7 separate regions of the Mus musculus genome follow, and all the other regions are linked to region 6. A link is a contact called in public Hi-C, HiChIP or PLAC-seq and promoter capture Hi-C data. All regions are on one chromosome and are shown on one strand. Each heading gives the region's core, a stretch centred on a gene start, on an enhancer-like site or on the middle of the called end of the contact. The rest is flanking DNA. Distances are from core to core; before and after follow the strand shown. Region 1 overlaps Prox2 (prospero homeobox 2). Region 2 holds the start of Zfp410 (zinc finger protein 410). Region 3 holds the start of Coq6 (coenzyme Q6 monooxygenase). Region 4 holds the start of Lin52 (lin-52 homolog (C. elegans)). Region 5 holds the start of Acyp1 (acylphosphatase 1, erythrocyte (common) type). Region 6 holds the start of Npc2 (NPC intracellular cholesterol transporter 2). Region 7 overlaps Dlst (dihydrolipoamide S-succinyltransferase (E2 component of 2-oxo-glutarate complex)).

Region 1 (4,078 bases), core at 898-3,397, 310 kb before region 6:
CAACAGGAAAAATCCATGCTAGCAGGGCACCCGTGGATTGGCACTGCCATCTGATCAGGTTGGCACTCAGGAGCGCTTCATCATCCAAGACGTTCACTGATGGCTTCGGCAAACTTCCTAAAGAACCTCGGTCGGCACTGCTGTGGCTTGCATCTGTCTGCTGGAACACTGGGTCTGCTAACAGTCCTAACAGTCCTACTTGACCTATATACTGGTGCCCCAACTGCCCATGCATACAAAAATATATATAAATAAAAAATGGAACTTCATAATGAGAAAGCCAGAGGGGCCTCGAGGACGATCTGGTCCACCTTGTTTAACCTGTGGAGGAAACTGAGACTAGCATACACTCTACAGGGCTCACAGGCCATGAATGGCAAGGGCTGGGACAAAGGCAGAGATTTTCCTACTTCAAAATGGTTACAGTCTATGATTGAATTTGCACAGATGAACAAATGACATCCAAGTTTTCCCCCTTGGGTCCAACACAGTTGTGACTGACGCTGAGCACCATTAGGCGAGGAACCCATATAGTGGAACAACTGTCTTCTAGTCAGAACCAAGCCTGTAAGCACTGCTGAAGGTGGGCAGGACGAAGTAGACTTCAGGTTTTACAGTGTTAAATGAGGGGCAACCGTGCCTACAGTAGCTCCCTTCCCTGCCTTCAACCTCCAACAAGCTCCACATCTAGCTCCTCTACCTTCATAACTTGATGGGTGGTGGTGTTGGCTATTGCTAGACATGTCAGACTACACCAATACAAACAAAGTCTTTCCTCTCAAGTTTCTGTTCAAATAGTGGAGAACAGTAACAAAACATAATTAAATCTAATCGATTACTTAAGGTTTTGGGGTGCTTGTTTTACTGGATACTAATCCTAGTGCCTAGTTCTATCACTGAACTCCATTCCCAGCTATGAATTGTGTATGTGTGGTCTTTTGAGACAGGGTCTATGTAGCCCTGGCTGTCTTGGAAATATGTAGAACTGGCTGTCCTCAAATTCCCAGAGATCTGCTTGTCTCTGCCTCCAGAGTGCTGGGATTAAGGTTATATGCCACCACACCCAGGGCAAGTCTTATTTTAAATGCCCCTCAATATACCTAATTATATACAAGTATTTCTCTAATTTGTTACTATGCTCACAAGGCCCCCTTTCATCAAAACCAAGGAATTTGCCAAGCCTAAGTTTTGAGTATTCACAAGCAGAGTAGCCTGTGCAAGGGCATCAGTTGTTTGGGAACAAGGTAACTCTCCAGAGCAATGTTACACAGCTAGTGGGACAGTCATAGGAACAACTCCACAGATCCATATGACTGTCCCGTCTCAAACCTGAGGGCTGTGAACTTTATCCTGAATGCTAATTAGATGGGAAAAAAAGTGCTAGCTCAAATTGAAAACATTTGTATACTGCAGCCATGCCAGGAAGCATTCTCTAACCACTGAGCTCGACACAGAAGAATGTATAAATATGTGTGCCCTGCCAGTTGAAGAATTCTGTCTTATTCCAGTTTCCTGTGTCTACCAAGTACGCTTTTGTCAGTGTTGGGAACTTATTGTGAGCATGAGTGGAGCCAGTTATGTTCCTTCAGAAGTCACAACGCTGCCAAAGGTCTGGTCAATTTTTCCATTAAGGTATATGTGAGTGCCAGATCTCTCTCCAGTCAGACATACTCAAGTACTGTATAATGCTATACTCCTTCAGTGGCAGACAATAGTCATAGGCTAGGGTAGGCTCAATCACCTATCAAAAGCAGGCAGTTCTCTGATGGTCTCCTGTAGAGCAGATACACTAGGAACTTTTTGTTGAGGCAAGTCTGTCTAGGTAACCCTAACTGCCTAGAATGAACCATATAAAGCAAGCTGGCCTAAGATAAGCAGGGATTCTTCTACCTCCCCAGGGCAGGATTACAGGCACGCAGCACCCAGCCGAAGATACCTTCCAAGTGCTGGGATTAAAGATGTGCAACACCAGGCCCCTCTTGGAGGTCTATTTTAAACTAGTCTCAGGGATGGGGATTTAGTTCAGTTGGAGTGCTTGTCTAGCCTGCTCAAGGCCCTGGGTTCTAGCTCCACATAACCCTAGTGTGGTGGCACAAAGCTGGAAATTCAAGCATGTGGGAGGTCAGAGGATTATAAACTCAAGGCCACTCTTGAGTTCGAGACAAGTCTGGGCAAGTTCCAGACTGGCTTAGGCTATATAAGATCTTATCTCAAAAATAGAATCCAACTAACTGAAATTTCACTGGTTTCCCGAGTAGTTATCTTCTCTCTCCACTATCTGTCTGTCTGTCTGCCTGCCTACCAGCCTTCCTTCCTTCCTATCTATCTACCTATAGTATGAATTTTCATAATTATCCACTCTAGTCCCCATCCCCTTTTGAGGTGCAAGAACTGGTTCTGTAAAGTAGCTTAAAGTTTCATGATATGTACATCCCCAAATGAAACTCAAAATCTTTTGATGGATTCATACAAGCTGTAAAGTATTTGCATAGACCTCACATGTTGCAACATTTCTCAACACTGAGAAGTTAGGAACTCTGAGGACTATAGTGATGGGTTGGCGATAAAGAACACTCTACCAGGCTGACTGAATGATGTACACTCACGTTTGAAGTACTTTCTACTTCTCTCCTCCGTCCCTCTTTTTTGAGAGGAGTTTCAGCAGCTGAACCCAGGGAATCCATCATGTGTGCTAAGCACACACCCCACCACTGAGCTATTCTCTGAAGTTTCTAACTGCCTTTAGATTAGTGCTTAGGGAAAAGCTTACAATATAGCAAACATGGTATTTCTCACAATATTCTCAGTCTGATATACAGTAAGTTACAGGCACTAATACAAAGAGCTTCTGTGTCCTACATTAGTAACTAGTAATACACACCACAGTCTTAGTTTCTTTTGCTGTAATACCCTCACAAAGCAATGTAAGAAAGAAAGGATTTATTCTGGCTCACAATACAAGGGTATAGTTCATCATCACTAAAGTCAAGGCAGCAGGACATACCTCATTTATGATTGGAAGCAGAGAACAATGGACGCTAATACCCGGCTGTTTCTCCATTTAACAGTCCTGGGATCCCTGCCCAGAGATGGGTGCAGTCCAAACTAAGATGGACCTTCACAGACATTCACAGAGGCTAACTTTAATCTAGATAACTTCTCACATGTCTGCCCAAGGATGGGTCTCCTAGGTGATTCTGGGTCTAATCAAGTTGACCACCAAGACCAAGGATCATAATCCCTGCAGTAAACCTGCACCTGACACATATCTATAAAATGTTCACCTATAGAAGTTGATTCATTACAAAGTATTTTCCAGGGTTAGACAATTTCTATATTAGATGATACTGACCTGAAGAGAATAAGCAAGTGCTTAGGACAGTTGTTCTCAACTTGTGGGTTGTGGCCCCTTTGGGAGGAGGGGAGTGTCAAATGACCCTTTCACAGGGATCTTTCTAAGACCACCGTGCATATCAGATACTTATGATTCATAACAGGAGCAAAATTACAGTTATGAAGTAGCAATGAAAATAGTTTTATGCCAGGCGTGGTGGCACAGGCCTTTAATCCCAGCACTCGGGAGGCAGAGGCAGGCAGATTTCTGAGTTTGAGGCCAGCCTGGTCTACAAAGTGAGTCCCAGGACAGCCAGGGCTACACAGAGAAACCCTGTCTCGAAAAACCACACACACACACACACACACACACACACAATAGTTTTATGGCTGGGGGGTCACCACAAGATGGATAACTGTATTCAAGGATTACAGCATTAGAAAGGTTGAGAACCACTGGTCTAGACATTGAAAGCAGAAGGGAAACACCCACTAGGGAAACACAAGAGGTAGATTGCCCCAAACAGCACAGGCTTTACAGGACCACCTACTTGTAGTCTGGTTTCTCTTGGACCAAGTCTTCACTATCTGGCTTCTTGATGCCTACAACTGTTTTTTACCATGTCTAAATGCTTTTTACTCTCAGATACCAGTTCTTTCTCTTGGAACGTGTTTTCTCCCTGTTTCCTGGCCTCCGTGGTTCACCCTCTTTCACCTTATGCAAGAACACCATCTCTCCCTGCCA
Region 2 (3,861 bases), core at 688-3,187, 460 kb after region 6:
CTTGCATAGCTCAAGCTGGCCTGGAACTCTACAGGAATCTGAGGCTGGCCTTCAACTCCCACTCCTGCTTATGCCTCACAGTACCGAGATTAAAGGTGTGTACCACCATACTTGGCTAATTTTACATTTTCCCAAAAAGAAACCCTGACGTCACTACCCACTTCTAAATTAGTCATTATTGTGAGTTTAAATGACTGCCATACAGGTTTCCAGTGAGCACTGGATAAATATTCAGACAATAATTCAGAGGATAAATAACATGACAAATGATACCCAATTCCCTACCCCTTCACTCTGACTTTTCAATTCCAAACTTTCATTAACTGCTTATGGACTAATTCTGCATATATATCCTCAGCATGTCAAACCAAACCATGTCTAAACACGGATTATCATCTCCCCTACCAAACCTGTTCTTCTTGAATTATCTTTTATTTATTGCCCAATCTTCCCACTCAGCTGCAAATTTTACCTAGCAGTGCCTCTCATCCTACATGTTTTAATAATCCCAGCAATTAATAATAACCAGACCCCAAAGTGACTCCTGTGATGCTGTTTAGATTTCTCAGTATCTTTCTGCTTGTCACTCTCCATATGCAGTTTAGTATCTCAGAATAATGGCCAGCCCTTAACGGTAAACCTCTTCACTGACATACTCCTCCCCCCACTGCCCCCCCAAAAAAAACCTTAGAAATTGTGGGATTTACCTAAATTTGACACCTACTGGGATACAAAGCTCAAATTAGAACCACATTTTCTGATGCTTGGCTGCCCTGTATCTGCCACAAAGTGTAATTTCTCAACGCCAAACACCCAGAATTGCGCGTTTTGACCTCAAACTATGTTTTATTCTCTTTACATATGTTCCACTGATCTTTGTGTCTAATGTAATGTAAATGTATGAACTCTTAACCCCAAATCAATAATATTTCACTCCCAAATGGTTCCTAAGTACATCTCAGAGCCTCATGAGCAAGTGAGATAAAGTTTAATAAACTAATTGGATCGTCTTCTTTTGAGAAACTTCAGAGAACAAGTTGAACGAGCAAAACACATCCTGGCTGCAAACACTCGCTGCCCACACACGGGCCTGAGGTGACAGGCAAAGGAGACCCCAGAGGTCCGGCTCTGGTCCGCAGACGTCCCTTCCCTATTCCAGCCCAAGGCAGAGAGTGGACCCAGGAAAGGTGCCGGCAGCCCTGGGTGAAACGCGGGCAGGGCACCGCTGTCAACCCTTCCCGCCAGCACAAAGGCCTCAGCCGAAGGCCCTTAGGTCTGCGGGCGGGCCCAGCCGCGGGTGCAGTCCGGAGCCTCCGCCCGGGGGACTCGCTGACTCCCGCGTTCTGGGGGGGCAGGCTGGTCTCCAAGCTCCCTCCCTCAAGAACAAGCAAAGGAGGAGAAACGGTGCGCCCCAGATCCCCAAAGGGGTTAGGGCCGCAGCCGCCGGGCTTCGGACCGGTCGCTCCCCGCCCGCTAGACGCCTGGGGGAGTCTGGGGGGACGGCTTCCTTGCGCCCTTCGGGGGCGAACCCGGCTCTAGATCCCCAGACCCCATAAGTGGCTTCCTTTCTCGGCGGGACCACCTACCCGAGCGGGGGTGGCTACACTAGCCTGGAGCTCACCTTCCAGTCTCGGGCAGCCGTCCGTCCGTCAGTCAGCCCCGAATCCCGTCCACACACGGCGTCTTCCGGCTCCCGCCGGAAGCAGCTCCAGAGCGGGACAGGAAGTTTGGCCGCCCCCCATCAACATACCCACTCGCTTTCTTCTCCGCCCGCGGGTGTTTCTCAGGAGGAGGCGCTGACTCTTGGGCCGCTGCTTGAGAGCGATCCTTCGCTCCCCGCTACATACACACGCATACACAGCCCGAGACACACACAGGGTTCCCTCCCGGCCGAGGAACCGCAGCGCCCCGTCCCCTCCTGTCTGCCCTTCAGGGTTCTCAGGTCCGCGAAATCTGAAACCAGGTCAGTGCAGTCTAGCCGTGACGTCACTGCCTTCCCGCTGAGCGGAGCTGTTCAGCAGGGGCCGCGGCGGCTGGGATGGGTGAGACGGCGCGGGGTGGAGGGTAGCTTTCTCCGGAGCTGAGGACCTGTGACAGCTCCCGAAACACCAAAAGCCCATGAAGAGCACCTGAAATGTTCATGGCCCAAAGAGGGACCTGGAAATCAAGCCTTGCATTGCCCCTAGGACTGGGTGTGAATTTAGGCACACGTACAGCGTTAGAAACATTTAAGAATTCTCCAGAGATCTTGGATGCACTGACTGAGGGCTCAGATAACTAAGTTCCAAGCTGGATAATAGTTCTTGTTGAAACTTTCGAGTTTGACTGCATGAAACTTAAGATCTGCAGTGGTGGCACACGCCTGTAACTCCAGCAATCCCAGTACTCCAGGAGTTCCCGGTGAACGAGGGCTACATAGTTGAGACCTTGTCCAAAAAAACAAAAAACAACAACAACAACAAAACATGATGCGGTGTGGAAGAGTAGGGGACTAAAGATAGTGCCTGTGAGATATAATGTTCTCTGAAGGCGCTCATTTTCAAGTTAGAGATAAGCCAGGAGTCTGGATGAGCTAGGGAGTCATAGTTTTGGTACAAAATGTTCCGGGAGAAAACATTTCCTCGATACAGTTTGTCCTGCGCACTGAGAAGCATGACTGTGATCCCATTTGAGGATGGCCATGACAAGGACAACTGGCCTACACAGTATCTGGGACAAAAATCTTGGGGTGGCAAGGAGATGTTTACTAGGAGCTAAAATCCTAAAATTTAAGAAAGGATTAAAAAACAAAGATTTACCAGTTACCACTATATGAAGAGATGAAGAACTGTTCAGAAAGAAAAACTGGGGTCCAGAGAAAGTATGTAAAACAAGGTTAGAACGCTGCAAAATTTGATTTAGTGGCTGCTAATTTGTTTTGCCTCTAAAATATATTGACTGTAAAAAAAAAAAGTGGTCATAAGTCATACTCAGAAAACATCTCCAGTTTTATTTTTCTAAAGGTTGAGAAAATTAAGAAAACAAATGTGATACATCAGTATATCTGGAATAGTCATGTCTATAACCATTGGTTAATTTACTTAATCCTATAGCTTTCTGGAGCTTGATTACTTGGGGCTTGTTGTGGGAAGGTACCATTGGGGATTGACCTCAGAGCCCCTAGAGTACTGATCAGTGTTCTGCCCTGACCACTCCGACTCACTTTCATCAGTGAAACTCTTAGTGATGTTTATATCTATTAGTTCTCCAAAGTATAAGCCCAGAATGGGGATACAGGCCTTTAACACTGGCACTCGGAGGCAGACAGCCAAGTGGATATCTTTGAGTTCCAGGCCAGCCTGGATTACATAGCAAGCTACCTAACAGACTCTTGTCTTTAAAAAAAAATTCCTAAAATAAACACAAGCTTTTATCAGCACGTAGTAAGTTGTTAGGCTTGCTACTCAATTAGTTGTTTGGCAGAACACAAACATCATCCCTGGATGTAAACCTTGTCTCTGGAGACTCCCAACCACTCATTTATCTTCTCAGACCACTCCCAGCCCAAAACGTCCTACCCCAAACTGTTCCACAATCTGTAAATACTCCCAATGCTGCCCGAAATCCTATGTACTTATGCCATTAAGTACAGACAGGCTGGAGAGGTGGCCAACACTAAGAGCATCTCCTGCTCTACCAGAGGATCTGCATTCTAGAACCCAGCACTCACATGGTGGCTTCAGACTCTCTCCAGTTCCAGGGGATCCAATGCCCCAATACCCTCTCCAGCCACTCTCCACTGTAGGCACCAGACATGCATGTGGTGTACAGACAAACATTCGGGTAAAGACTTTTAAAGTCTCTCATCAAAAATATGGAAAG
Region 3 (3,753 bases), core at 1,220-3,719, 410 kb after region 6:
AGGTGGTAGTGCTCTATGATTGATCAATCCCTGTGATCTGGCCTCGCTTCCTGGGTGTGTCCTCCACAGCAGGCACTTTGTCCTCCAGCACATACCAGCTGCTGGTCCCTCTACGAGGGAGCTTTCCTGTCATGCTTCCTCCCCCCCTGGTTATCTGTGTCCTTTTCCAGGTTCCACATTCCCTACATTCTTCCCTTAGAATATAATTTCCAGCTGCGGACCCATAAAGTAGGCACTGTATGTTTGTTGGGTAAGATAAAACTAAAAGGAAAACAATTAGATTTCCAAGTACATTATAAAATACACCCAGGTGATGTGTTTTATTTCTTAGCTATTTAATGTAACTGTTTTTGAAATGAGAAAAAAACCACCTAGAAATCAAGTGAGAAGCCCAGGCGTAGTGGTGCACACTTGTATGGCTACCCAGGGGCTCAAGGAGGAGGAGGAGTCTCAGAATAAAACCCAAAGAATATGACAAGAATGGATTAAGAATGCAACTGTGCAATTATGCAGGGAACTGTTCCCAAACTCAAATGTCAGAGGGAAACTCAAGCCTAAAACAACAATTAGTTGTGAGTTTTAGGAAGAATTATGGAAAACAGGGGACTGAAGGGGGAAAGTCAGTAAGCGCCTTTATAACTCGGGAGTAACAGCCTGTGCTTGGGAGCCCAGCATTTGGGAGGCAGAGACAGCGGGATCAGTTAAAGGTCCACACCAGCAAAGATTACACAGCACCTTATTTTAAACAAACAAACAAACAAAAAGACTATTGGAAATACCTTAGTCACATATTTTTGTTTGTTTTGGGAGTTTTGCATTCTATGTAACCCAAGGATGGCTTTGAACTTCTGATCCTCCTGCAAAAAACACCATGCTTTTTACTACCATGATTTTAACAGTCACTCCTGAGTTTTAAAATATAATACTTTGCTAGACAGAAAAGCAAACAATAACAAAACAGAATTGTGTGTGAACGTTAGTAAAAGAGCTGCTGTCTTCCTTCCCCGTGACGCTCAGAAAAGAGCGAGAGAAGGATGCAGTACAAAGGAAAACATACACACAAACCTAACACAAGAGCGAGCCACCAAAATGTGAATGCTAAAGTTTCGAAGGGCCCAGAAACGGTGCTACATCATGCCAGCACTTGGTAAATATATTCCACACCATTGGTCATTAGGGAAATATAAACACAAGCCACTTCCTACGAACTTCAGAGGACAAAGAAAAAAGGCAGCAGATAGTGCTGTCAGGGTCAGGAGAAACCTGAGCATTCATCTACTGTCAATGATAACATAAACTGGGGCACTCTCTCAAAGTCTGGCAGGTCTTCAAAACATCAGCATTGCCACATAACCCAGAGATTTCACTAGAGAATAGCCTCGAGATGATCAACACTGTTCACACCAAAGTTTGCACACAGAATGTCCCTACTAGCATCATTCCTTTACAGGCCAAAAGTGAAAACCAAGCATACTTTCAACACAATTGAGGATGGCATCAGCTCTCAAAACAAAAGCTGTCTGATACAGACTCCAACCTGGATTAACCTTTAAAACAGAGTATATCTCCAACTACATAGAACTATCCGGAAAAGGTAAATCTATAGACAGAAAGTAGGAGAGTCTGTAGGGCTGAGAAGGTGAGCAGAAGTGTGGAGAGTGACATCTAATGAATTCCAAGTCTTTTTTTATTTTTTTGCTTTTTGGTTTTTTATAAAGTAAGGAAACGGTAATAAAACTTATTGTAGGTACTGAATAGCTCTGCAAAAATACTAAAAACTCATTGGACTGTACGCTTTAAGTGGGAGCACTTATAACTAGATGAATGTTATCTTAATAAAGCAGCTTTAAGACCAGGAGTGGGGGCGCGGGCCTTAATCCCAGCACTCAGAAGACTGAGGAAGATGATCTCTGTGATTTCGAGGTCAATCCGATCTACCATCCGATACTACAAAGCCCGATGCCTCTCGAGGTGCTCATAAACAATCCTGGACAGTTCTCAAGGGTCAGACTGACTTAGAAAGGCCCGCCCACTTGTGATCCCGCAGAACCCATGCCATTCCCGAGGACTCCCCTGGAAGGACAGTGAGCAAAGCACCAGGTCAGGCACGTTAGGTGTCTGGACAGCGTCCCGACCTCCACTGTGAGTACCGTCCCTCCACAGCCCAGATCCTCCAGCCCGCGGTCGAGATGCACCTACCTAAGGCACAAGCCATGGCAGAGCCCACTAGGCCTCCTCCTGACACCACCACGTCGTACACGGTGTCTGCCGAGGAGCCCGCCCATCGCTGGCTGGCAACTAGCGGGCCTCCTCTGGCTGCGAGCTGCGCGGAACTCCACCAGCGAACGCAGAGCAAGCCTGCCATGGAGCCAATGCGGGCCGCCATAATGACTCCTGCCTGCGCCCGCGCCCGGGACTTCTCCCTGATAGGTCCTGGAAAGTGCTTCCGGGGCAGTCGTCAACCTTGTGTGGTTTTAGCCCTGTCTTCAAAACCGGAAATAAAATAGTTGAAGAAAATTATCCAATCAGAAGACGCTCTTGCCTCATTGGGCGGAACAGACTAAAGACTGGAAGCCAATCCAAGGCTAAAGCCATGAAGGGGCGTGGCTAGCAGTACCTAACCGCCGGCGCCGCTGTCACGGTTGTCACTGCTGCTTTCACCTCTGCTTCTCTCTCTCTCTAGTTAGGAAGATGACTGTGGGGAGGACTGCGGGAGGTCCTGAGTGCGCCGAGTGGAGCCGTGAGGTGAGTGGAGAAAGGAGGAAGTCGGATGCCTCAGCAAGGAATCCTCAAGAGTGGAAACTGTTTAGCGTTGCCGTGGAGACAGAGTCAGGGGCGTGTCATCAAAGGGCGAAGAATTAAAATTGGCAGCGCTTGGGCACTTAGAGAACCAGTCTTGGGGGACGTGGGTCTTTTGTGTCTTGTACCAGGCTCTGATATCAGGAATCGTACTAATAACAAACCACGAATTAACCTTGAAAATCTTAAAAGCGATCTCTATCTTAATATGATTATCCAGAAAAGGCAAATCTAGGGGGCGCGTCATTGCATGGGGCTGAGGTGAGGAGAAACAGGGAGAGACTTCTAAAAGGGCTGAGGAGGTGAGGAGAGACTTCTAAAAGCTTCCAAGGTTTTTGTTGTCGTTTTAGAGTAAGGAAAACGCACCGAAACGCAGCTCTTCAAATATATTAAAATTCATTAAACTGAATGTGTTTAATGTGTTGTATCCTCTCAAACCCATTTTCTAGAAAAGAAAAGAGATGGGTTAAGCAATTTGCCCCGAAATCTCTGAAAACAGAAAGTAGGCTGGTAGTTGCCTAGGGCTGACAGGTTGAGAGGAAGATGTGGGAGGGTTAAGGGATATAAGTGACAATTAAATGCTACACTGGTGCTTCAGAGCAGAGATTCTCAATCTGTTTCACCTAAGATCATCCTGCATATCAGATATTTACCTTACAATTCATAACAGTAGCAAAATTACAGTATTAACAATGAAAATGACTATGGTTGGGGCTCACCACCACATGAAACACTGTATTAAAGGGTCGATGCATTAGAACAGTTGAGGACACTGCTTTAGAGGAATGGTGAAAATGGTCTGACTTCTACTGTGATTGCTAGATGACCCTGGCTGTTTTAGAAACTGGAGGAGAGTACGCTTTGAATGGCTCACTTGTACACTATGGACATTGTGTTTCAATAAAGTTGTTTTTAAAACGAAAGAGCCAGCATTATGGCTCAAACTTGTAATCC
Region 4 (3,731 bases), core at 347-2,846, 320 kb after region 6:
ATTTCATTGTAGATGGTCAGGAGTCACTATAGGGTTGCTGGGAATTGGACTCAGGACTTCTGGAAGAGCACCAGTGCTCTTAATCTCTGAGCCATCTCTCCAGTCACTCCTCCCTTACTTTTAAAAATAAAACGTTTTATTTTAAGCTGTGTTATGGTGGTGCACGCCTCGGGAGGCAGAGGTAGGAAGAGCTCTGAGTTCAAAGCCAGCCTTGTCTATAGAGCAAGTTTCAGGACAGCCAGGACTATACAAGAAACCTTGTCTCAGGAAAAACAAAAACAAAAACAAAACAACCAACAAACTAAACCAACTTTTTATTTTAGACACGATTTGCCTACAATTCCCTCTACAGCCTAGGCAAGCCTGAAGCAACAAACCTCCTGCCTCAATCTCCCAAGCTAGAATTAGAGGTCACACACCAAGGCCAGTTTTACTTTTGGATAAACGTTAACTTAAAGCCAAATCCTTTACAGGCATTATTCTAAAACCTAGGATTAGCCGGGCAGTGGTAGTGCACGCCTTTAATCCCAGCACTCGGGAGGCAGAGGCAGGCGGATTTCTGAGTTCGAGGCCAGCCTGGTCTACAGAGTGAGTTCCAGGACAGCCAGGGCTATACAGAGAAACCCTGTCTCGAAAAACCAAAATAAATAAATAAATAGTAAAAATAAACAAACAACCCCCCCCCAAAAAAAAACCCTAGGACTAAATTAATGAAATAAGACAGAATTGGAATTTATAGTTGGGTGTGGCCCGGGCAAAGTGCAAAGTTAACAGAATAACTATATAAACTGAGATGCTGAATAATGACAGAAGAGCAATTCCAAATATTAAAGCAAAACCGCGAGCAAAAGCATACGGGTATATCAAGAACACCTATATGTCTACTGAGATGACTTGCGTCTTAGAAGACAGAATAAGCAGAATTGCTCCTGCCCTCAGCCTACGGAAACAACACATAAAGTAGAGGGGTGACGAGTTAAGGAAGAGTTGAGAAGCGTGAGAAGCGACATTAACAAGCCGAATTTTCACTCCCTCGGGACTCAGGGCAAGGAAACCAGGTCCCCGCACCTCCTGCTGCCAAGGCAACGGACCTGAACTGAGGAGACAAGCTTCTCTCTCTGCCGGCTCGGTAGAGGAATGAACCCTAGACCTCATGTCAGTCACCACTCACACTTCACAGCCATAGAGCTTGAGAGACTCATACGTACCAGCTCTACTGAGATGAGAACAGAACCAACACTCCAATGGGCCTGTTCAAAAAGAAAGTTCCCTTTCCCCTCAGCAGCTCCTTTTGAACCCTCAGCATCACCGATGGGCCGGAGCGACCTCTGTCCTTTTTCCCCCCATAGGGACTCCGGTTGATGGACTCCTTCCTAGTACACAGCAAGGAGACCTGGTACTAGGCACCTGCTAGCTGAAAAGCCGGCATACCCCAAAGGAGAAAAGTGGGAGAGAAAGGAGAGGGGCGCAAGAAAAAAAGAGTAAGGGTGAGGACAGAGGAAGTTCCCAGAGAAGCAAATAATGATACTACAGGCCAACAATCTCCAAGCCGGCTCTTACCGTCTGTGGGAGACGCCATCTTCCAGCCCATGTCACGTGACGTAACCAACCGTCGGCGGGAAAGCGAGGATCCGCAAGCCACGCCCCTAGCAGGGATAACCTATCCTTAGCTCACAGCCCGGTCTCGTTTCCCTACTTCATAGGGTAACATTTGCCTAGTCCCACCCCAGACAGCAGCCCCACCCACGGAGTGGTTAAAGTGGAACGCAGGCAAAATTCTTCAAGGACCTTATTTACTTTCCTTAGCAAGGGGGCGGGACCTTAGAGAGCCTACCTACAGCCAATCGGAGTTCCCGGTTAGGGGGCGTCTTCCCTGTGTGCTTACTATGCAGTACCAAGTCGAGGGGGCGTCTCCATATTTCCGCCAACAAAAATAGGATAAAGTGAGAGAAGCCCAGAACGCTTCCACCTTTGACCAATCACCTATTCCCAGGGGTGGGAATGATGGGTGGAGTCAAAGATTCCGACAAGTGATTGGTTATAGGAAGTGGCCCTTCCCTCCAATGGAGAGGCTCGGTCGTGTTCTGGGCGTGGCTTAACGGTGTTGCTTCAAGGGAGGCACTGGCAGCCGAGACGCAGGCGAGCTGGGCAGAGTCGGTGAGCCATGGCGGCGGCAGTGGCGGCAGCGGCAGCAATGCGGTCCCGGATCCTGCAGGCGAGTGAGGGTGGCGACGAGGGACCATGATGTTAGAAATGGGTCCTTTCCGCCCCGTCTCTAAACCATGCTTCTGCCGGACAGACTTCTTGGCCCAGCCCCTTCTTTGCAGCCCCTTGTGTTCCACCAGACCCGTGCGTCAGGGCTGTCACTCTGTACCGCCTGGCCCCGAGATTCAGCCCCGGACGGTCACGCCTGCTCCCCACTCCCCTTTACTCCTGAGCCTTTTCTTTTTTAGCTTTGACCCACCCACCTCCAGTCCAGCTCAGTCCTTGCTGTCACATGCTGGCTTGCTTTCTCTTTTTTGGTTCCTCCCACGGTCTCTCTTTCACCTCTGTACCAGCCACCTCTGTGCCCCAGAAACTCCTCCTTTTGGTCGCTGTACATAGAGTACTTTCCTTTGCCAGGAGCGTCCCTTCCCCCCATCCAGCCTCTATGTGAGGCAAGAGGGGATGGGAGCTCATTAAGGACATGGAACTAAGATCAGAGAAGGAACTTTGAATCTCCTAGACATGTACCCTAGGTTTTCATATCAAAAAGGCAGCCATTTGTTAGTTTTCACAAACATTCTGGCTTTTAGTGTTTTTCCCAAGCCCTGGGCCAAGTTAAACTTTCTCAGCGAAGTTAAACTTTTGGAGGTAAATAAGGGCATGTGGTTTTGCTAATACTGCTTCATTCAAAAGACTAAACATTCCCCCAGACAGGTGGTAGAAAATAAGAGCCTAGGAAGACACCTTCCGAAAATCAGTTCTCAAGTGCCGACATATCCTCTTCTAGGCTGCAGTTGGAACCCCACGGACGCCGCGCAAGGGAAGTTGTAGAGTTCCAGAAGCTGTATGCCGGCGATCCCCAGCTTTGATTATAGCTTTTCCCTGTGTTTGCATCTTAGCATGGACTTAGAATCTGAGGCAAGACTTGCTCTGTTCCTGGCAAGATTCATAATCCAGTATTAAGCGACACTATCTCTTACTCATCCAGCCTAGGAATGTCTCCTGTTGCACTTTTATATAAACTTTAATTTCTTTCTACTCATCAGGTTTTTAGGAGATCTACTGCAGAAATGTGTGCATGTGTTTGATTCTTGGTGGAGTCCCCAAAGGGTCAGGTTTGAATGTCATTTAATGGGACAGTGTAGAGAATGAGCTGGAGGTCTTTGGAGGTTGGCGTGACCTCACTCCCCTACTTCTGTTCTGGTATCTTTTCCTAGTAACAGATAGAGCATTTCCTCTCTAGGTTTTCTATTCCCAACCTCTTAAAATCCTTTATATATATAAAAAAAAAATCTCTCCCCTCTCGTCATTACCCCATCACCATGAGTCAATGAAAATCCTGAGGTATTTTGTCTTTTGCATAAAAGCAGAATTTCTCCTTTTTTGGAAGAAATACTTTTTTTTTCTTTCTAAAAACCAAATTGTAGAAACCTCTGAACTGACTTGGAAAAAGACCAGAAATAGTTCTTAAACAATTAGTTACTGTAATCTGACACTTTGATAAAGGCTAATCTATGTGATCATAT
Region 5 (3,651 bases), core at 182-2,681, 510 kb before region 6:
TTGGTGCTACCGTATCATCACCCAAAATTGGAGAGTCAAAGTATTCTTAGGAGTGGACTTTGGACTGGCTGCCTGAAACTAAATCCATCACATTCTGGTTGGATTCTGGAACTTTGGAAGGATACTGTCTCCTCCACAAGCTCTTTCTCAGCCCTTCCCATCAGAATTAATCTCTCTGCTTCTCCCTAACACGTTCTGTTTCTGTTATAATGTTGGGCTGGTTCGTGGTGAGCTCTCAGAGTGAGTGAAATGAATTACCACGTTGCACATGATCTTGTCCGTTCTGTGCATGCACAGCTACGATAAAGAAATCTTTGAGGGCAACGATTATATCATCCGTCTTGTACACCATATGGTGTTCCATCCATTACACTACTCAGTGGGTCTGGAATCTATAGAGAAACTCACTTTAATTGAATTTTAGAGAAATTGCATCAGTCAAACACAATGTTTAGTGTTGTTTTCAAATATCGCCAAGGACACCATTCAGTACTGCTCCTCCTCCTCCCAGCAGGGAGGCTTTCTGACTTTGTTACAGGGGGAACTGGTGTAATGATAGATTTCCATAGCTACCACTGCTAACTATCTCACCTTGCCAAGTCTGCCAGCCTGACATATTACCACATGGGGCCCGGTGTTAGGAAATGATATGATACAGACAAGCAGTCGAAGAAGGGACAATAAACTCCACACACAATTTGCTTCATACACATTCTCGATCCTAAGGGTAGCTGAATTCCAATGCATACAAATCAAATCTCATTTTAGCAGTCCTCATCTAAAAACACCTTAGTAATTCTCTTTCTCTAAAAGCAAATGCATGCAATTTGGTTATTTTGCTCAGATTTATTGATTCTATTGAGATTCCTGAGCCATGAATAACTTGCCTGTGCTTTATTATTTATTTATCAATTTTTTTTTTTTTTTTTTTTTTTTTTTTTTTTTTTTACCTAAGGTAGACTCTGGATAGCAGCTTCCAAAACCCCAGATAGAATGACTTCACCGTGATGTCGTGTGCATTTATTGTCTTTTGCTACCAAGTCCAAATTATGCATGTCCCAGAATTGGAAGAGAACTGAAAGAAGGGAAAAAAAAAAAAAAAGGGCAGGCCAGATTCTATTAGTCACTGACTGTGCTAACAGCCCTAGGCACCCAGTAGGGTGAGTGGACATATTAAGTGTTTTGTCTATGACTTTCTTTACCCACGGGGAAATGACAAGAGGGGTACACTTAGTGGCAGAAGTGTGGTACAGGTTGGTCATTGTATGCAAAACCGGACTCTCCACTTAAAAAAATTAATCCCAGGATCTCTCCAAAACGTGACCCACTTGTCCTGAAGCCCCACCCTTGGGCGGGTTCTTGAACAAGGAGCCACCTCTGATTGGTTAAATCGCGGTGATGGGCGTGCAGGGCAGCGTTGGAGAAGCCGAGCTCTAAACTTCCGGAAGTGGCGGTTAACACGGCTCGGGCGGTTGATCTGAAGGTCTTCGGGGCTGTTCAGCGGCTCCTGGGGAAGCCCCAGAAACTCGAGCTTCCGCCGCTCGGATCATCCAAGTGTCAGTGGAGGGGATTTCGGGCCGCATGGGGATAGGATGGATGGCGGCTTCAGGGCTGCAAGGGCAGCGGGATGAGCAGGCGAAGGCTCCCCGACCAGGGGCTTGCGTTTACATCCACTTACTCCTTGCAGTTCCGGGACCCTGAGGTTCCGGAGAGGCCCCCATGGTATTGGAGGGCGGGTGCAGCCCTTTCTTAGGACGATGTCTCACCTTGCTGTCTCTGACAGGTTTGAGCATGGCAGAAGGGGACACCTTGGTCTCAGTGGATTACGAAATTTTTGGAAAGGTTCAAGGGGTGTTTTTCCGCAAGTACACTCAGGTATGTGGCTTAAGTGTCGGGGCGCATCACTAAGTGATGGACAGGAGGCCTGGTTCTGACCAATGGGAACTGGGAGAGTGGGAAGGGAGCACCTGGACACTCTCCTGACGGAGAATACCGCTAGCGCACCCTGTTGTACTGTCACCAAGCTAAGTCGCCTCTAAAAAGCTGCCATCAAGATAGAGAGGTGGCATTAGGTAGGCCGATCACAGAGTAACTTACATAATCGCCCATCATACCTACAAGTTTATTCCTCCAACTTCCTCTCAACACCTCAGTTTTGTTTTGTTTTGTTTTGTTTTGTTTTTCTTCCCATCATGGGACTCAGGGACATTGGCATGCTAAGCAAGCTGCACTGTACCAGCTAACAGCAAACTTGGCATCCTCTACCCCTGTTTCCCCATCACTAATCTCTCCAGTGCACAAGGGCAATCTCAATTTCCCTTCAGCAGAGTTGCCTTTCTGCTCACTATGGCCATCCTGATGGATGTGACAGAGTGTACCTCCTTGAGGAGTTTCATTGTTTTAGTTCAGGTATAAAGTATTTAAAACACCTCAAGTCATACAAGTCATGTTCTTCAGTCACCATAGAACTAAAGTACAAATAAGTAACAGAAAGAGAACTGTTATTAGCTATAATTCCATTTGGAAGATAATATTCCAAATTATCTGGAGTAGCACGTTTTTGTTAAATCACGGTAGAATATATGTACTGAAAACCTTACTATTTTAACCATTTGAAAACACACAATTCAGCAACCTTAAGTACGTTCATACATCCTTGTCTTATCACCAAGGAACAGTTGAAGAACCAACCCCTCACACATACACTTCCTTCTTTATCTCAAAAGGCTGAAGCTCTACCCACCAGCTCCTGTCTTCCCCTTCACCAGCCCCTGGTGGCCAGGATCCTGCATACCCATGTATGCATACGCGTGTTGAAGTCTGAGGACCAGTTACGGGAGTCCGTTCTCCCCTACCATGTAGATTCCAGGGATCAAACTCAGGTCACCGGGCTTGGTGGCAAGTGTGCGCCATCTTGCTGGATCTCTATAAATTTGACCGCTCTGGCTAGCGCCTGGGTAGTCTCATGAAGTACCTGTCCTTTGGCGGCTGCCTTCCTTCACTAGCATCCTGTCCTCAGTGATGTGTAGATGCACCCACGTGTCCGGAGTCAGAACGTCTTTCCCTTTTTTTAAAAATATTTTTAAAATTTATTTATTATATGTAAGTACACTGTAGCTGTCGTCAGACACTCCAGGTGAGGGCATCAGATTTCATTATGGATGGTTGTGAGCCACCATGTGGTTGCTGGGATTTGAACTCAGGCCCTTTGGAAGAACAGTCTGTGCTCTTAACCACTGAGCCATCTTTCCAGCCCCACGTCTTTCCTTTTTAAGGCTGAGTATCATGCTGTACAGTCTCAGGGTGGTTTTGATTTGCCTTTACCTAACACATCTTTATGTGTTTATTGGCATGTAAAAGATACATATTTGGAGATCTTTCTATTCAAATCCTTGTCTGGTAAATTGAGTTATTTTTCTTTTTTTGTGTATGTATTGACACCTCTTTATCTACTCCAGATACTAAGCCTCTGTCTGTCTCTTTCCATTTCTTTTTTGAGTTTGAGATAAGGTCTCCTTAGCCCAGGCTGGCCTAGGACCTAAGAGCTAACCACATATCCACATGCTTCTCTCCCTCTCCCTCTTCCTCTCCCCCCTGACTGCTGGGTTTAAAGGTGTATGCTACCATGCTCAGCACTAATTCTCTTTTTAA
Region 6 (3,836 bases), core at 740-3,239:
CACGATAAGAACTTAGTTTATAATGATGTTTTATATATAGCTATACACAGATATATAAACAATTCTGAAGGCTAGAGAGGTTAACTCCAAATTTTGGAGTCCTAGAGGTGCTACAAATTATACTGGGTTCCAACCAGTGATTACAGGTGAGGTAACAGCCTTTGGATGTGGCCTTGACATTGTACTGGGGGAGGGGAGAGTATTTCGGCCAAGAGTTAAAAGCTTCACATTCCATAATTTACAGTGGTAGAATAAGACACTTCTGGATTAAATTAAATAAGATGAGAGCCGGACATGATGAGAAAGAAACCTCTAGAATTCTACTATTCTAGGTTGTTCACACTGGTGCAGTGGTGGCAATCTCAGGGTCATCCGTCATTGTGTCAGACTTTGACAGAGAAGGATGACCCACAGGAGCAGCCTTGCTGGGCTTGAGGGTTATTCAACACTTGGAATGAGCTTCGGATCAGTTCTTGGCTGAAGTCCACCTGGGCTCCCTTAACGAAGGCCAAGCTATCAGAGTCAACCACCACTCTTGCCCCACCCTGTTCAAATACCCTGAAAAGACAAGAGGAAAGCATGAATGACAAATACCACAAACACCCACACAACACCCTGAGCCCAGAGGTGTACATCTTGTTCTCCAATGCATGGAACACTGCTTAGGACTTCTAGCTGGGACGGAACGGACTGAAGCAGAAAGATTCAACGTAAAAAAAAACAGAAGGATTATTTAAGGGCTCGGACTGAAACTAGTCCAGCCTTTTTCTTAGGGTGGAACCTTGGTGTATATATATATTTTAAACACTTATTTATTCATTTATTTTATGTGAGTATACCGTTGCTCTCCCCAGACACACCAGAAGAAGGCATCAAATCTCACTACAGATAGTTGTGAGCCACTATGTGGTTGCTGGAAACTGAACTTAGGTCCTGTGAAAGAGCAGCCAGTGCTCTTAACCGCTGAGCCATCTCTCCAGCCCTAGTTCAGCCTTTCTCAACTTGACTACCTAACGGACGCTAAGTCAATGTTCTTCCTTATTTTTAAACAAGAGGACAAATCTTTGCTGTATCCTCACAGAACGGAGAGGGTGGTAGTGTTAAGCAGACTTAGACGCTTGGAAGTTTGGAATAAATTGGGGCCACTTTTATCCTCTGATACAGCCTCTAGCGACCCATCCGTCCTCCTTGCCTGTCGTCGGGGTTAATAACTGTATCCAGTGAAAATTTGTATTGGAATCCGGAGCATCCACCTCCCTCTACTTGCAGCCTGAGGAATTCTGACCCTTCGGTGATTTCCAGAAGCCTCTGAAATTCAGGAAAGAGGATCAAGAATGCCAAGCAAGCGGAGATAACGGGACGGGTGACTAGGAAGTCTTCTAGAGCCCTCCTGGGCACCGCCGCCCCGCGTCCGACCTCCTACCTGGACGCAGCTGTCTGTGAGGCGGATCTGTCCCTCGCCAGCCTCTGGAATGGAAGATGTTGTTTCCCAGCGGGTCAAAAGCCTGGGAAAGACGGCGAGGAGCCTGCGATGTAAAGAAGGGAGACGAACCCGGGAAATGGCACCAGATGACCCTCTATGGACACCTCGTACCCAAATCTGGGGACACTTTCTTCTGAACTGCCAAGCCTTCACCCCACACCCCACCCCGCGTGAGATTTAGCCTCCCATCTATCCTGAAGACGCAGAACCCAACACCCTTCCTAAGTGACGTTCCACCCTCGATACCTTCCCGAGCGCCTAGGAATGACAGCCCTGACCGCCTCGGCAGTTAGGGACAAGGCCCTGGAGGCCGCCATCTTACTCCGCAAGCTCCGCCCCTAGCATGGTCCAAATCCCCGCCTAGCCTGGGCTTCCGGAGGAGGGGAGAAGGGGGCGGGGCTGCATCGAGCCTCCGCCCCCAAGCGTGCCTATTGGGTATAGCGAGATAAGAGGGCTTTGATTGACAGAGAACGCTTCCACTTGCCGAAGTGGGTCGGTACCAATAGAGCGGGGCGAACGCAAAGAGCGAGTTCTCCGTAGGCCCTGCCTGGAAGCGGAAGAGATGGGCGGAGATAAAGGGCGAGCTGCAGGCCAGGCGGCCCCGGAGCCCAGGGCGGGGCGCGGGCGGGCCTTCGCTGGTTACTGCTCACAAGTGGCCTGATCTGGCTCCACCCTCGGTCCGGGACAAGTTTATCTTGTGACTGCTCGGGCTGCTTTTCCTTCCTAGATTGCAGAGCTTTCATATCCACGATGCGTTTTCTGGCCGCCACGATCCTGCTGCTGGCGCTGGTCGCTGCCAGCCAGGCGGAGCCCCTGCACTTCAAGGACTGCGGTGAGCCCTGAGCCCACTCGAGGAGACCCCCGGGGGTGGATTGGGCGGGTTGCTGGAACGTGGAATTGACTAGGTTGGGACCGAAGGTACTAGTCTTGATGAAACTTAACCCCTCCGCACAACTTTGTTTCTCCTTGCATTTCGTGTTTTGGGATAATCTAAAACACTCACAAGGCGAACCGTGTGCTGAAGTTCACTAAAGTTTCTTGGGTGAACATCAAGCGGGCATATATTGCAGCGCTCAAGGGCTTTGAGATTTCAATGGACGGAGGAGGATTGCGAATTTAAGACTAGCCTGGATTTATTGAACCCTGTCTGAAAAAAGTAAACAAATAAAAGCAAAAAATAAAACAATAGGATAGACAGCAGGTCTGCATCCAACACGGATTGAAGGAATAGGCACGGGACTTATTTTGATTTATGCCTTGTATCGTCACTGGCCTTTCTCCCTTTGTTCGTTTGAAGTTTGGTTGGGAGCGGGCTGAGGCAGCCTCACTCTGTAGCCCAGTTTGGCCTTCCAAATCCCTGTCAATCCTGCTCTGGTCTTAGAAGTACCATCCACCTCCCCTCCCCACCCCACCCCCACTAACGAGACAAAAGCTAGTTCTCCTTCTCATAACATTCATTTACAAAGTAGGGTTTCCATTGTTCTAATGAATTTCATGATTCTTGATCCTTGTCTCCTATAAAATTCGTATTTCTAGTGACATCATGTGATGCCTCCCTCCCAACGCTGCCCCTGGACTCTTTATTGGAAAATATAATAGAGGGTAGAAATTCTGAGTTTGTCCAGTCAAGCCTGTACACTTAGTTGTGGGAGCAGTGCAGGGGCCCGGGGTGGAAAAGGCAGCAGTGATGGTCGAAAGACAAACTGATTTTGTAAAATATTTGAGCAGGGGGAAACAGACCATAATGAAGCAGTAAGTTAAAGAGTTATTAGGACTGGAGAGATGGCTTAGTGGTTAAGGGGAACTACTATTCCGGAGGGTTAGAGTTCAATTCCCACATCAGGTTATACCTGCTTATACCCCAACTCTGGGCCTTCTCAGCTACCTACCTGCACTCCCAGGCAGACACACACACACCCCTAACTAAGGAGGTAGAGGTGGGAGTGGGAGGTGGATTAAAGCCTTCTGTAGTCACACTGCTGAGTGAGGAACCAAGCTAAATATGCTTCTTTGTAGCCAGTATCCAGTACTATGGGATGATAGTAAATAATAAATACTCACTGAAAAAGGAAACAAGGGAATTCATATTACCTCTAATATGATATTAAAAGTTCTGTTAAAGCAAAAGCAACGGTGGGCATGTGGAACTGGATTAAATAATAAGGGCCACTGCCTATCAATAGTTCACAGATGCCGTTCACTAAACCTGGAGGCTAGCTCAGAGTGGCTGTTTCTTTGAAGTACCTGTTTTTCCCTTCTGTTAAACTTCTTAAATTTTCATTTTATTTCTCATGTGTGTGTATTCATGTGTACCCAAGCATGTGGTAGCCGGAGTCCAACCTCTCAAGTGTCA
Region 7 (3,764 bases), core at 1,134-3,633, 360 kb before region 6:
AAAGGCAGGAACATTAATGAGCATCCATTAAGGCTCTCACTCTCTCTCAGGTCCAAGATAGCAGAAGATAAGAGTCTCAGGGAGAGAGAAAGAGCCTCGAGGGAACACTAAGAACAGACTTGTGAACGCTGGTTACATCGTGCCCTGGCTTCCGTGCTTGAGGCCAATAGTATGTGCCTGCCTGTCATCAGGCTAACCTGGGATTGATGAGGGTACAGGGAGAAGAGTGGTTTTCAGTTCCTGCATGATCGATAGGTAGGATGTGTGGCTTCCTCCTAAAGGTCTAGGAGGAGGACTCTTGGATCTTCTACTGCTGCCTTGATTTTTCGGAGGAAAGTCACAGCCTCTCTGCCATCAATCAGCCGGTGGTCATAGGTCAGGGCTACATACATCATAGGTCGAACTTCCACCTGCAGAGAGGAGAGGTCAACAGATCTGTATCCAGCAGATCAGAGACAAAGCCCTGCTGAGGGAAATGTGAGAAAGCAAAGCCCACCCAATGGTTCTAGTTGCAAAACCTTTCCTCCCACTGCTGCCTCTGGATAACTTAGGTTTATTTTCTTTTGAGCAAAGCTCTGAGATTTAGAACCAAAGTTTAAACAAGGAAACAGGCCACTCAAAACCGCCTTGACACAAGTAAGCTACACTGTGCTCTACAGCTACTGTTACCCACAGAGGTTTGTTCTGCAGTTGTGGCTGCCTGTAGGAGCTACTTTCAAGTTCAATCTTTGTCATTACTATTTATTTATTTATTTATTTATTTATTTATTTATTTATTTGCAATGAGCACAGAGGTTTGTTCTGCAGTTGTGGCTGCCTGTAGGAGCTACTTTCAAGTTCAATCTTTGTCATTACTATTTATTTATTTATTTATTTATTTATTTATTTATTTATTTGCAATGAGCACAGAGGTTTGTTCTGCAGTTGTGGCTGCCTGTAGGAGCTACTTTCAAGTTCAATCTTTGTCATTACTATTTTTTTTTTTTTTTTTTTTTTTTTTGCAATGAGCAGATCCAACACCAGGCCTTGTGTATGCTTAGCAAGCACCTAACTTGCCCAAGGTAGAGGCAAGCAGATCTGAGTTCAAGGCCAGCCTTGTTTACATAGATAATTCTGGGACAAATAAGCTACACAGAGAAACCCTGTCTTAAAAATCCATGAACTAAAAAAATAAGTCTGTTATGTGCAAAGCTAAGTGTGTTAACTGTTTTCCAAGAAAAAGACCTATAGTTTTTTGACTTATAAAGGAGTCAATGACCCAGATATATTCTAGACACAGAAGTCTCAGAAAACTTTATTTTTTTAAACTAACTTATCTTCCAATAGCTAACTCAAGCTCTTGGGCCTCCCTCATACCTTGAACACTCAAAGAAACTTGTAAGCTTTCTCACATAATTCTGTAGCCCACAGACTGCTGTGCACTGTGCCGTTTTCTGACTCCCTGAGGCTCTGACAAGGCGGCAACAAGTGCCAGTGCAAACGTCAGCATGCATCAGAGCTGAGCATCTCTGCTTCAGTAGACTAAGTGTGTGAGGGGAAGGGAGTGGGGGAGGGGGAGTCTAAGCATTTACTTAAAAATAAATTAGTATTTACTGTGTATGAGCATCTCGCCTACATGTATGCGTGCCTAGCAGCCAAGGAGGACAGAGGATGGTGCCCGATACCTCAGAACCGGAATTACTGATGGCGGCAAGCCACTACGTGGATGCTGAGAACTGAATCTAGCTACTTTGCTAGCAGCAAGTGCTCTTAACTGCTGATTCGTCTCGCCGGTCCAGCACTTGCATTTTTGACAAGTTCCCAGATGATGTCAATAGCCCCAGATCACAGTTTGAGAACCAGTGTCTTAACTGTCACTTAGTAATTAAAATTACAGTGGATGCTTTATAGTAAGGATTTGGTTAGCTTTCTCTCTTACAGCCAGCCATTCAGCGATTAAAAATCTCAGAAACAATGGTTCCTACCTTGCCTCCCACAGCCACAGGCCTGTCAAAGATGGCGTGCATGCCCAGGATGGCAGATTGAGGGGGGTTGATAATGGGTGTTCCAAAAAGTGAGCCAAAAACTCCTCCGTTGCTGATGGTGAAGGTACCACCATCCATATCTTCAATGGCAAGTTCATTCTTCCGGGCCTAAGAACAACAAACATTAAGTCAAACCAGGCTTCTCTGATCCAAAACAGTGAATCTAGAAAACTCTTATCTGAGAGCCCAGGTGCAAACAGGACAGTGGCTCAGCTCAGGTGACTGTGACCGCCTTCAGAGAAACCCTGACTCTACAGAAGATTCTGACTTAGAGATCTCAGTCACTGGAGCATGCAGGCTCTGCCTGCCACATGCCTCTCCTTAGAACACAGCTGCTGCCTTCCTAGGAGGTTATGCTGTCCCCAGAGAGCCAGACTCCAGAGGCCTGAGCAGCGCAGCCTCTGCAGGCTCTGATCCCCCAACTGCCCAGCAGGCCGTGCACACACTTCCGTCTACTGTACCTTCTCTCCTAGTTCATTAATGGTCCGTTCAATATCTGCATAGTTCATAGTTTCCACATTCCTGATGACAGGAACCACGAGACCCTGGAGTGGAAAGTTATTTTAAGTTGCAAATAACAGTCCTCTTTATAGTTACAATTTCCCCAACCAGAACACCTTAAACTCACTGTGATTAAAAAGACTTACACTAAGATAAAGGAACGGGGTATAGTTTAAAAAAAAGAAAAATGCACTTTTACTAACAGTCTCCTAGCAATCCGGAGCTACAGAAATAAGCCCTTCCAGGTGAGCTCTGTGGTGGTCTGAGAACGGCCTCCACAGGATCATACACTGCTCTGAAGTTGGTGGAAGTGTTTGGGAAGATTAGGAGGTGTGGCCTCCTTTTGGGAGGAGGTGTGTCGCTGTGGGCAGGCTTTAAGTTCTAAAGAAGCCATGCTATTCCCAGTTAGTTAGTTCTCTCTACTTTGTGACTGTCTCAACATGTGAGCTCTCATGTACCATGCCTGCTACCACTTTCTGTAACATGAATGTAATTGTAATTTCTCTTAACCCTCTGAAACCGAAGCCCACCCAATCCTCTTTCTTCTGTAAGTTGCCCTGGTCCTAGCGTCTTAGCACAGAAATAGAAATGACCAAGACAGGATCTAAGTAAGCACTTCCAAGTCTTGCCCAACGTACCCTCGGGGTAGCAACTGCAACACTGATGTCAATATAATCTCTATACACCACTTCCTTGGTTGCATCATCAATCACTATGAAAGAGAAAACGGATGTTACATACAACCTCTTGGCCAAGGATAAGGAGTTAACAGAGTGAAAGTCTTCAGTGGCCAATGCAGTGTGGGCTGACTAATCGACATGAAAATAACTACATTACAAGTAACGAACACTCCTCTGGCTCCCATCCCAACTCATATCAGTGTTTCCCAAGCGTCTGAATCAACCTGAACGATGGAGCATGTTCTCCCAGAGCTCACAGGAGGTAACCTCAGTAGAAGCACACTAGTGGCCTATCTATGCAAGCCTTCCCTGAGCAGAGAATGGCTAGATAGCAAGTGCCCTGGAAAAGGCAGAGGAGGGTGGAGGAGGCCTGGCTTTCAAATACGTCATCTTAAAATATAAAACCAATTACTGAAAACTGTACCTACCTACAAGAAACGCAGGCTTGGGGGCTAAAGAGATGGCTCAGTGGTTAAGAGCACCGACTGCTCTTCCAGAAGTCCTAAGTTCAATTCCCAGCAACCACATGGTGGCTCACAACCATCTCTAATGGGATCTG

Evidence for each region. Hi-C and Micro-C count contacts between places; a contact is called where the count stands out from the background. HiChIP or PLAC-seq counts read pairs in DNA pulled down with a chosen protein or histone mark. Capture Hi-C pulls out chosen DNA fragments and counts their contacts.
Region 1: a contact with region 6 is called in an H3K4me3 HiChIP or PLAC-seq map of the SCID.adh cell line, with 12 read pairs. The contact joins the enhancer-like site here to the promoter of Npc2 in region 6. A contact is called at or near these places in 12 of 39 promoter capture datasets (3T3-L1-derived adipocytes, the C10 cell line, the HPC-7 cell line and 8 more), 1 of 15 datasets of contacts at CTCF or cohesin (the NIH/3T3 cell line), 2 of 484 Hi-C or Micro-C datasets (muscle stem cells and nephron progenitors), 10 of 115 datasets of contacts at active chromatin or transcription factors (the SCID.adh cell line, acute myeloid leukemia, astrocytes and 6 more) and 1 of 9 other capture datasets (pancreatic islet).
Region 2: a FOXA1 HiChIP or PLAC-seq map of pancreatic cancer cells shows a contact between it and region 6. The contact joins the promoter of Zfp410 here to the promoter of Npc2 in region 6. A contact is called at or near these places in 2 of 115 datasets of contacts at active chromatin or transcription factors (memory CD8 T cells and pancreatic cancer cells).
Region 3: a Hi-C map of regulatory T cells shows a contact between it and region 6, with 7 times the contacts expected there. The contact joins the promoter of Coq6 here to the promoter of Npc2 in region 6. A contact is called at or near these places in 1 of 39 promoter capture datasets (pre-B cells), 5 of 484 Hi-C or Micro-C datasets (Th1 cells, effector CD8 T cells, embryonic stem cells and 2 more), 1 of 115 datasets of contacts at active chromatin or transcription factors (memory CD8 T cells) and 1 of 9 other capture datasets (pancreatic islet).
Region 4: a contact with region 6 is called in a Hi-C map of Th1 cells, with 5 times the contacts expected there. The contact joins the promoter of Lin52 here to the promoter of Npc2 in region 6. A contact is called at or near these places in 9 of 39 promoter capture datasets (cranial neural crest, fetal liver, hippocampal neurons and 5 more), 9 of 484 Hi-C or Micro-C datasets (Th1 cells, embryonic retina, embryonic stem cells and 6 more), 8 of 115 datasets of contacts at active chromatin or transcription factors (T-cell acute lymphoblastic leukemia, astrocytes, effector CD8 T cells and 5 more) and 2 of 9 other capture datasets (adipose tissue and liver).
Region 5: a contact with region 6 is called in a promoter capture Hi-C map of pancreatic islet. The contact joins the promoter of Acyp1 here to the promoter of Npc2 in region 6. A contact is called at or near these places in 10 of 39 promoter capture datasets (the 3T3-L1 cell line, the C10 cell line, cranial neural crest and 6 more), 6 of 484 Hi-C or Micro-C datasets (CD8 T cells, Sertoli cells, Th1 cells and 3 more), 8 of 115 datasets of contacts at active chromatin or transcription factors (the SCID.adh cell line, T-cell acute lymphoblastic leukemia, astrocytes and 5 more) and 2 of 9 other capture datasets (adipose tissue and pancreatic islet).
Region 7: a contact with region 6 is called in an H3K4me3 HiChIP or PLAC-seq map of pro-B cells, with 4 times the contacts expected there. The contact joins the enhancer-like site here to the promoter of Npc2 in region 6. A contact is called at or near these places in 7 of 39 promoter capture datasets (the 3T3-L1 cell line, the C10 cell line, cranial neural crest and 4 more), 4 of 484 Hi-C or Micro-C datasets (CD8 T cells, the N1E-115 cell line, erythroblasts and 1 more), 8 of 115 datasets of contacts at active chromatin or transcription factors (the SCID.adh cell line, astrocytes, bone marrow-derived dendritic cells and 5 more) and 1 of 9 other capture datasets (adipose tissue).

Annotation. Positions count from the first base shown.
Region 1 is chr12:85,082,575-85,086,652 of GRCm38.p6, reverse strand. It overlaps Prox2 (prospero homeobox 2), which reads left to right. Exons shown (of 5, transcript NM_001361238.1): 5 at 1-841. It also overlaps a transcript of Ylpm1 not described here. Among named protein-coding and RNA genes, the nearest start is that of Prox2, 12 kb to the left of the region's middle. Within about 2 kb of position 2,147, at least 29 of the 459 cell types and tissues checked have an H3K27ac peak or open chromatin away from gene starts, as enhancers often do. A contact at or near this core is called in the HPC-7 cell line and the SCID.adh cell line, where this site is marked.
Region 2 is chr12:84,314,935-84,318,795 of GRCm38.p6, reverse strand. It overlaps Zfp410 (zinc finger protein 410), which reads right to left and starts at 1,937. Exons shown (of 12, transcript NM_144833.4): 1 at 1,622-1,937. It overlaps Ptgr2 (prostaglandin reductase 2), which reads right to left. Exons shown (of 10, transcript NM_029880.3): 10 at 2,964-3,861.
Region 3 is chr12:84,360,684-84,364,436 of GRCm38.p6, reverse strand. Coq6 (coenzyme Q6 monooxygenase) reads right to left here and starts at 2,469. Exons shown (of 12, transcript NM_172582.3): 1 at 2,200-2,469. The coding sequence starts at 2,386. Fam161b (family with sequence similarity 161, member B) reads left to right here and starts at 2,609. Exons shown (of 9, transcript NM_001358283.1): 1 at 2,609-2,745. The coding sequence starts at 2,692.
Region 4 is chr12:84,449,373-84,453,103 of GRCm38.p6, reverse strand. Lin52 (lin-52 homolog (C. elegans)) reads right to left here and starts at 1,596. Exons shown (of 6, transcript NM_173756.4): 1 at 1,561-1,596. The coding sequence starts at 1,591. Aldh6a1 (aldehyde dehydrogenase family 6, subfamily A1) reads left to right here and starts at 2,080. Exons shown (of 12, transcript NM_134042.3): 1 at 2,080-2,215. The coding sequence starts at 2,165.
Region 5 is chr12:85,278,215-85,281,865 of GRCm38.p6, reverse strand. Acyp1 (acylphosphatase 1, erythrocyte (common) type) reads left to right here and starts at 1,431. Exons shown (of 3, transcript NM_025421.3): 1 at 1,431-1,556; 2 at 1,784-1,875. The coding sequence starts at 1,792. It also overlaps a transcript of Zc2hc1c not described here.
Region 6 is chr12:84,771,265-84,775,100 of GRCm38.p6, reverse strand. It overlaps Npc2 (NPC intracellular cholesterol transporter 2), which reads left to right and starts at 1,989. Exons shown (of 4, transcript NM_023409.4): 1 at 1,989-2,315. The coding sequence starts at 2,234. Isca2 (iron-sulfur cluster assembly 2) reads right to left here and starts at 1,831. Exons shown (of 4, transcript NM_028863.1): 1 at 1,730-1,831; 2 at 1,424-1,526; 3 at 1,193-1,308; 4 at 12-558. The coding sequence starts at 1,800. The coding sequence ends at 384.
Region 7 is chr12:85,129,265-85,133,028 of GRCm38.p6, reverse strand. Dlst (dihydrolipoamide S-succinyltransferase (E2 component of 2-oxo-glutarate complex)) reads right to left here. Exons shown (of 15, transcript NM_030225.4): 12 at 3,164-3,237; 13 at 2,486-2,569; 14 at 1,965-2,132; 15 at 1-410. The coding sequence ends at 276. Among named protein-coding and RNA genes, the nearest start is that of Rps6kl1, 20 kb to the left of the region's middle. Within about 2 kb of position 2,383, at least 38 of the 459 cell types and tissues checked have an H3K27ac peak or open chromatin away from gene starts, as enhancers often do. A contact at or near this core is called in erythroblasts and pro-B cells, where this site is marked.